Linked DNA regions of Mus musculus: region 2 is linked to region 1. The links are chromatin contacts, called in public HiCAR-type maps. All regions are on one chromosome and are shown on one strand. Each heading gives the region's core, a stretch centred on a gene start, on an enhancer-like site or on the middle of the called end of the contact. The rest is flanking DNA. Distances are from core to core; before and after follow the strand shown.

Evidence for each region. HiCAR-type assays count read pairs that join an accessible place to other places.
Region 2: a HiCAR-type map of PVALB interneurons shows a contact between it and region 1, with 6 times the contacts expected there. The contact joins two enhancer-like sites. A contact is called at or near these places in 1 of 484 Hi-C or Micro-C datasets (cortical neurons) and 1 of 115 datasets of contacts at active chromatin or transcription factors (PVALB interneurons).

The regions. Positions count from the first base shown.
Region 1 is chr3:31,990,121-31,994,561 of GRCm38.p6, forward strand. All of the region lies in intron 2 of Kcnmb2 (potassium large conductance calcium-activated channel, subfamily M, beta member 2), which reads left to right. Among named protein-coding and RNA genes, the nearest start is that of Kcnmb2, 90 kb to the left of the region's middle. Within about 2 kb of position 1,756, at least 3 of the 459 cell types and tissues checked have an H3K27ac peak or open chromatin away from gene starts, as enhancers often do. A contact at or near this core is called in PVALB interneurons, where this site is marked.
Region 2 is chr3:32,316,360-32,320,457 of GRCm38.p6, forward strand. The region is part of intron 1 of Gm42201 (a long non-coding RNA gene); the gene reads right to left. Among named protein-coding and RNA genes, the nearest start is that of Gm42201, 7.9 kb to the right of the region's middle. Within about 2 kb of position 1,467, at least 8 of the 459 cell types and tissues checked have an H3K27ac peak or open chromatin away from gene starts, as enhancers often do. A contact at or near this core is called in PVALB interneurons, where this site is marked.

The DNA of each region.
Region 1 (4,441 bases), core at 506-3,005:
AAAGATGGGTAGACAGATACATGGATGCTGAATGGATGGATGCACACGTGCTAGACGAATGAATAGATGGCGGATGATGGATGGCTAACAAATGATGAATAGTTGGATGCACGGATGCTGGATGGATGGATAGATAGTTGGATACATGTGTGCATGCTGCATGGATGAATAGATGATGGATGAAAGATGGATGATTGATGAATGATATATGGGTGGTAGATGATAATGTGTGGATAGACTTGACTGAAACCAGTGAAGACAGAATATGAAAGAGAAACTCAAAGTCCAGCTGTTGCAAGTCAAATTAAAAGGTCAAGTCAAAGCCACCAAAACATAATTTGCCCCCTTTGACTAACTCATTTGGGTTTTATTAGGAATTAACTGGGATGACTTAATGCTAAAGCCATCCAGGTATACTCAACATAATGAAGCTGCAAATATGGAAAAAATAGAAAATCTAGCCCAGGTTCCTGGCATGAACAGCTTCCAGCCTTCCTAGAAGATGTTTTTAGCTAAAATAAAAATATGAGCTACTTATCTGGCATTCACAACAGCCTATCACCAGTGCAACAGGTCTGGAAGCAGTTTAATTGAGACAATGAATTATTCTGCATCATCAGGAGGCGAAGCTTGGTTGTGGTGGTTTAGACTTTTTTATAAGCAGGAGGAGCATGCTGCCTCAGGAAAAGTACATGCCTTAATGCAAAGGCTCAAAACACGAGGTTCTGCCTGACTGTGGGGTGTGCCCTTCTGCCTTTGACTCCATAACAAGCAAGGGAAAGGAGGCCCAAAGATCGTCCAGCTAGAACAAATAGACAACACATACTTTAAACACCCAGATGAAACCAAGATAGTTTCCCAGCAGTGAAAATCCCAATGCTGGCCTCCCTCAAACCACAAGGTAGACAGCTGGCAGATTCTGATGTGAAATCGCAGAGGGTAGTGCTTAAGGCAGAAGAGTAACCGTGAATCAGTGTGTGTGCCTCTGAGACTCGAGCCTTGAAATATTTAAAGATGAAGGCTTCAAAGTGGAAAAATCTTGGTCTCTTGGGCCTGAGCTAAATAGGAAATATGGAGACTGGCCATGGAGGGTACAGCAGTAGCCATTGCACAATGAAAATATCGATGCTTTTTATTCCTGCCCCATCCAAAGTGTACTGAAGCTCCTAGATTGCTGTGCCTCAAACTAAAATTAATCTCTCTTTTGGTGTATGATTTGTCAGTTTGGGATACAGCAGGATTTAATGTCTAGACCACGTAGTACTCCACTGTGGTGGAGTGACAGGAGGGAAGTCAGCCACGATCAGGAGGAAAGGATAACTGAGCCCAGCTCAACAGCCCTGTAGATGACCCAACACCCTTGCCTAGGGAGGAAGCTTAACCAGTCTGTTCACCTGTGAGAGCGAAGCATCAGCACAATTCTGATGTAAAGTGTTGCTGAGTTGTTCTCTGAAGCTACTCAGAGGAGATGCTGACAGCTGGGGGATTGTGGCTTTGCAGCAAGCACAGTTTATCTCACATATGTGTGAGTGTACATGCCCACTCCCCCCCCCCCAGAAGCATGGCTCCCACGGTAAGTTCACTCTTCACACCAGGCACAGGGAAGAACAGGAGACAGCTTGTTTACATGCAGCTGCTCTTGAGAAAGTCCACAGCACACGTTTCTATAAATTATTAGGCATACGTGGTACCGAAAACTCTCCACACCAGCATCCCATCACACACAGCTGGCTCTTGCCCTGTTTACTGAGTCACATTCATTCTCCTCTAAGGGTTCATGATCAAGTCAGAGAACTAAAATATCCTGTGATCAGATATTCACCATGTGTCTCCTACATGCACCAACCATTCATCAAAGGTTTCTCTGCCTTCCAGTGTAAAATGATCTTTTAACTTATTAGAATCATAAATATCACTCTATCGCCAATGATAAATGACTATAATTACAAATTTCCAATGCTTCGATTGTTGCTCATTACCTACTAATTGATGATAATCAGTGTATCCATTGTGTAATAACACAACTCGTTAATGAAAAACTATGATTTCATAACTGTGTAGACATTACAGATTTTAGGGAACTGGGGGAGTATTCCACCTTCACAGCTCACACTGCGTGTGGTTTCTTCACTCTCATATGACTCATTCTGTACTTTAAATTAGATACAATAAATAAAGCTAATTGTTTGTGGACTTCATAAAACAGAAATGCATCTGGATCCTCAGAAGCAGCAACAGATCCATAGATAATTCCATTCAACTTTTCCAGTTGTCCTGGATTGCTTCTTGTGCAGACATTCCTTTCATTTAGATGAATGATGTCTTTCTGAAATCAAACAGAGGGAGCACGTTCCTACCTCATTGCCCTGTAATGCCACAGTGTATTGGAGACTTGAAAGCTGTGTGATCCCAGAGCTGGGAGAGGGCTCAGTGAAGTGCTTGTCATGCTGACTCTAAGGGTCTTTTCTCAGTCCTCGGCACTCATCTAAAGAGGCAGGTCTGGTGGCATGTGTTTATGATCCCAGTGCTGAGGAGGTGGAAGCAAGCAGATATGCTAGGCTTGCTGACCAGTCAGCCTTGTCTAACTGATGTGTCCAGGTCCCAGTGAAAGACCATGTCCCTGTCTCCACAGTTACAATACCCAAGACTGACTTCTGGCCTTCACACATACATATACACACATTCAAACACAAGTATGCCATGCATACCTATGAACATGCATGCACACAAAACATATACATACATACATACATACATACATACATACATACATACATACACACACACACACACACACACACGGGTGTGTGTGTTTAGAAAATTACATTCCCCCACCTTCTTAATATGTTGACAATTCCACTCTTCCCCTCATCTCTGTGGAGCAAATATAAAATACTAGAAGCAGCCTGAATGAGCCATCACAGAACCTTCCTAGGACTGCCACCCCTCTCGGAATGGGGTCTCTTTTGAACACTGCTGCTTCTTTCCCTGAGGCTAGAGAAGTCTTACAGAATGCTCGGGCTCAAATATCTTATGGCAGGATCTTTGGGGATACCTAACTTGTCATAGAGTAGAACATGGGTAAAAGTGGAAGGTTATATGATTAATAGACTCATCAGTAGTATCCAATAGCCCTCAAGAGTTACTTGAATGAGAGCATTCTTAGGTTCCCTATCTATTAGTGATCTTGTAGAGGGAGACAAACATCTGAATCACCACACAAAGATATATGTCACTGAATGTAAGTGAAACAGTTCTACAAAGGAAGAATGAATGAAGAACTCACCAATAAACTCTCAGGGTAAAGCTGGGGCCTCTAGCCAATCAGCAATGGTAGATGAAGCTCATGGCTTCCATCAGATACTGTGCATGGTGTCCCCTCCCCCGCCCCCACTTCTGCTGGACCATTCCCTCTTCCTACCCTTTGGCTGGACATACCTGCTTGGGTCTCTGCAAAATGAACTTCAAACTTAACTATTTCACATGATTCCTGAAGCTCCACACCCTCTGTTTCTGTTTCTGCTTCTGCTGAAGGTGCCAGCTCCCTTCTAACCATGGGCTCCTCTCTATTTGTGGAAACACATCTGAACACGGGTGGAAGTCTGCTGATTCTTCTCCAGTGGTTCGCTGCTGTCACGTCCTTTTCACCTTCAGCACCTTAGCCCAGACCTCATGTGGATACCACAGTGTCTACCTAAGTCAGCACCTCATGTTCCCTCTGCTTGACCCACCCCCACCCCCAGCCCAGCCCATTTTGGAAAGGGCCAGAGTCATTTCTCAAAGGGCAGGTCAGAGACCATTATTCTCAAACATATTCAACTGTTCCTCTGGACCTGTGCATAAATCCACACAAGCTTTCAAGCCAGCTTTACAAGACTCCCAGGCCCTGATTCGAGCCAACTCCTTCCTTTGTATTCATTCAAATCTCTTCCACACAGGCCTCTAGCTTACTGAACACCACTACATTTCTTTTATATTTTCCCTGGTTTTGCTTCTTTCTAGATTGCTTCTCTCATTATCTCCACATGTCTAAATGTGTTCATGGGTCGAGGCACCAATCAAATGCCACCTCTTCTCTGAATGTTTCCGAGTCTTCCTACTGGAAACAACCTTCACCGCCTCCACACTCCCACAGTGTTTAATCTGCACCTCACTGTGGCACTTCTCACATATTGTGTCAAAATATTTACTTCAAAAAAACACTCTTTGTGGCACCTGTCTGTAACCCCAGAGCCTGGAAAGCGGAAGCAGGAGGATTACCCCAAGTCTGATGCGATTTCAGACCAAGCAGAATGAACTAGCAAGACCCACGTCAAAAACAAAGCCACTGGATATGCAGTGAAAGCCCTTGAGTAACAAAGATAGCACCTTGTACATAGGATGACCCCCAACTCCTATAAACTTTTTCCTTTCCTTTAAGAATACCATGTTCTCCACTCCC
Region 2 (4,098 bases), core at 217-2,716, 330 kb after region 1:
TCTAGATGCCCTCATGGAAACAGAGGTATTACAACAATCAATTCCAAGTTTCAAACAGGGCCACTAGAGAGGCACTGCTCCTGTTACCATGAAGATTATAGAAAGTTCAGAGGCTAACAAGAAGCAGAGTTTTTGTCACCATGCCAATACCTGGCCTGCTTTCAAACATACTTTGCCTTTATTAGATTCATCTTCTAATATCTGAATTAAACCCCATTAGATGAAAAGACTCAGGACAACCTGGGAAAGAAACTAAGTGTGTTCTCCTGCTTTTAAAGTGTCTACTTATCAGGCTGGGGAAATGACTCAGTGGTTCAGAGCACTGACTGCTCTTCCAGAGGACCCAGGTTCAATTCCCAGCACCCACATTGCAGCTCACAACTATCTCTAAGTCCCATTCCAGGGGATCGGACACCCTCTTCTAGCCTCTGCAGGTACTGTCTGCACATGGTACACAGACAAAATACCCATATGATAAAATAAAAATAAATAAAATCTCAATAAATAAAGTGTATATTAAGGGATCAGTGGTTAGAGTGCTCACTACTCTTACCAAGGAGTCAGATTTGGTTCCCAGTACCCACGTGTGAGCTCGCACTGCCTGTAGCTCCAGTTCCAGCAGATCCAATGGCCTGTTCTGGCCCTCCTCAGGACTTGCACATACATGGTACACGTAAAAATATGTAGGCACGCATATACAGAATAATAATAAATAAATCTTTAAAGTGAAAGATCAAAAAAGCATAGAAAATCAAATTACTGAAAAATGTAAACTAGCAACGTATATGCCTTAGCAGAATGGCAAAGGGTTCCAAAAGTAAACCAAAGACAGACTTAGACCAAGCAAGACTTGGAGGGCAAATAATGTGAAATGCATGCTAAAAACCCTGGTCTTTAAGCCTGACTTCAGCACTCACTGCCTGGGTAGCCCTGGACGGTAAGTAATGCCATCAGACCAGACAGATCAGCTGAAAAACTCCTTTCTGCCTTTGGCTCAGTACCCTGCCCTGCCCCCGTCTCTCCATACTCCCCTCACACAGACCCTCTCCCTTTCCCTCCCTCACTCTCTTTCCTCCCCTTCTCCCCTCTTTCTGTCTTCCTTTATTTCCCCCTTCCTGCTTTCTTCCTTTTCTCAGTAGCGACCTGAAGAGCCAGCATCTTAGCCAGCAGAAGACCGGCAGGTACAAAGAGCCTCGACCAAGTTTGTTACAGCTGGTCCCCACTAGAACTCTGAAGTCCCTTGAAGCTAGAGAATGACACGACATTTTTATTCATTTAAATTTTCAAAACTATTAGCAGAATCATGCCATCAGTTCACTTAGAAAAGCAAACATTACCTTTTTTTTTTTTTTTTTTTTAATCAAAGGCGGGTTTCCTTTTCTAGAATTCTAATCAAGTAAGCCGTATATAATGAGTGCATGGTGAGCTGCCCTCTTCTGTTCGTAGGCAGGCAGTGCAGGGCAGGCGGCAAACGTTAGCTCTGCGCAGGGCTTCACAAGGTAATGTGGACACAGCAGGATTTTAACATCTAGAATATTCCTACTGACCTCCAGCAACTGGAATATCCCGTTATGCCGAGTGGCTCCTCTTTGCCAGTTAAGAAGTACCCGTTCCTCTCTAGGGTGGCTGACCAGCGAGCTCTCTGGACCTGCAAAAGAATCTTCTCTTCCCGGTGAAGTAGAAAACATGACCTTGGGCTAGTGGCTCTAAGCCTGATTTCCCTGGGCTACTGAAGGAACTCACCAAATGTGTAAACCATGTGCCTCCCCCTTGTTGCTCCCTTTCTGTGTGCTTTGTCTTCACACTCACTGCCTAGAAGCTCGGAAAATGAAGCCAAACTGCTAACGTGTTCACACTCCCGCCAGCACCTTGCCACATGTGCCGCCCCACCATAACTTCCTCCGTGTCAGCGTGCAACTGACAGAGCAGTCAAGAAACAGACAAGCAAGGGTACGGGACCAAGCAGCTGCTGCCGGTTGCGTCTGGGCAGGAAGGAAATGCAAAGGAAAAGGGAAACTGAGGCCACTGAACCATCAGCAGAAGCTTGGGGCTAACGCTCCAGTCAAGACAGAGTTCTTCCATTGTAAGCCCAGTTGGTTGACTTCTTTTCTCAGTTACTCTCATGACCTTTCTTCCCCAGAGTCCACTGAGGTGTTTTCATAAGGGCTCCTTATTCCTGGAACACACTTTCCTGTGACTATCACCAACTCTAACGCCTTTTCATCTTCTTTACTATATAAAGCCATTCCACCTAATGCCTTAAGACCGTTAATCTTGACAGAGATCAAAGCCAATTGCATTTGCTTTAAAAACATATTTAAGTCGTCTCCAAAACCAAATATCTTTAACATTGAAACCCCATCCTTGGATCAGAAGAAAGTGCTGGAAAGCTTTCTGCCTCCCAGCCGCACCAGCTAGATTCCCCAGTTGATACAAGTGCCTACTAGGAGAAAACAAGAGTCTACAGAACCTCTCAGCACGCAATGTGTTGAATCTACTAAGTGATCCTGCTTATTAGTTAATTAGAAAGGCAGCAAGCTTAAAAGGGACTGGGGAGATGGCTCAGTGGGTAAGAGTGTTGTTCAGTAAAGCATAAGGACCTACGTTTAAATTCCTAGCGCCTATGTACGGGAACGCATGTCTATAACCCCAACACTGGGTCAGAGGCAGGCAGATCCAGAGATTCACTGGTCAGCCAGCATAGATTGAAGGAGGAGTTCAAGTTCAGAAAGTAAAACCCTGTCCTAAGGGTTACTTAAAGCAGAGAGTGAAGGAAAAAGACATCTGATGCCTTCCTATGGCACAACCACACACTCACATATATGCAACACATGCAACAGCAGAGGGTGTTTATATGCATGGTACAGATAACATAGTGAGACAGATAAAAGCAGTAATTGCCTACTCCTCCCACATGCATGTAAGTGGTCTAGACCCAATGTTACACCCTGTCTACTAGCGCACCTGCAAGTTGGAGATGGGCTATTGTTATTCACGTATTAGTTCACCTATATTTCTTTTTGAACATCTATCTCGTGCCTTAGTCAACTAGACTGAAAAAATGACCCAATCAATGGGACTTTTATAGCTGCCCATTCCCACCATCTTCACCCTTCTCACTCTCTAGGAAAGAAAAAGAGGAGGAAGAACAGAAGAGTATGAAGCCAGCATTAAGAACATTTAGGGCTGGGCTGCCTGGCAAGCATGAAGACCTGAGTTCAATCTCCAGACTCCATTAAAATAATAATAATAACAAGCCAACCCAAGGTGGGCATGGTGGCACAGGCCCTTAGTCCCAGCAGAGGCAGGTACATCTTTGTGAGTCCAAGGCCAGCCTGGTCTATAAAAGTTTCAAGGTGGCCAGGGCGGTTACACAGAGAAACCCTGCTTCAAAAAAAAACAAAAAACAAAAAACAAAAACAAAAAAATGAGAGAAAGAAAAGAAGGGAGGAAAGTAGGGAGGGAAGGAGGGAGGAGGGAGGGGGGAGGGAGGGAAGGAAGGAAGGAAGGAAGGAAGGAAGGAAGGAAGGAAGGAAGGAAGGAAGGAAGAGGCCAACCAAGTGGCAGGCACTCGTGACACTAGCAATGTTGAGACACAGGCACACAGCTGCTCAACCACACCTACACACTCACACAGAGAGGTGTGGGGGGAGGAACAGTGCAGAGGCTGGCACAAGCTGAGTGAGGGCAGACCTTGAACAGCAGAATGATCAAGCCACAAGCCCCACACTCCAGTACCTGCTCCTCAGCCTTCTTCACCCCTGCTTTGGGAGCCAAGAAGATAGCTTCTTCAAGCACACTGTATGGAACATGGCACTCGCCTTACAAGACATGTGGATGGCCTTCGAGAAACCAGAGATGGAATGAGAAAGGACAATCGATGTACTCAGTTTGTATGTACAAGATGCAAGTCGCAGCACATCCCAGTGATCCTTAGCTCTTGGTAGGCACAGGCAGGATAGCAAGTTCAAAGCCAACCCGGGCTACAGTGCAAGGCCTTGTGGGGGGAGGGGCTCATGAGAATAATTCATTTTAGAAATGATGGAAGAGGCCAGGTATGGTGATGCACACCTATAATCCTAGCACCTAGGAGGCAGA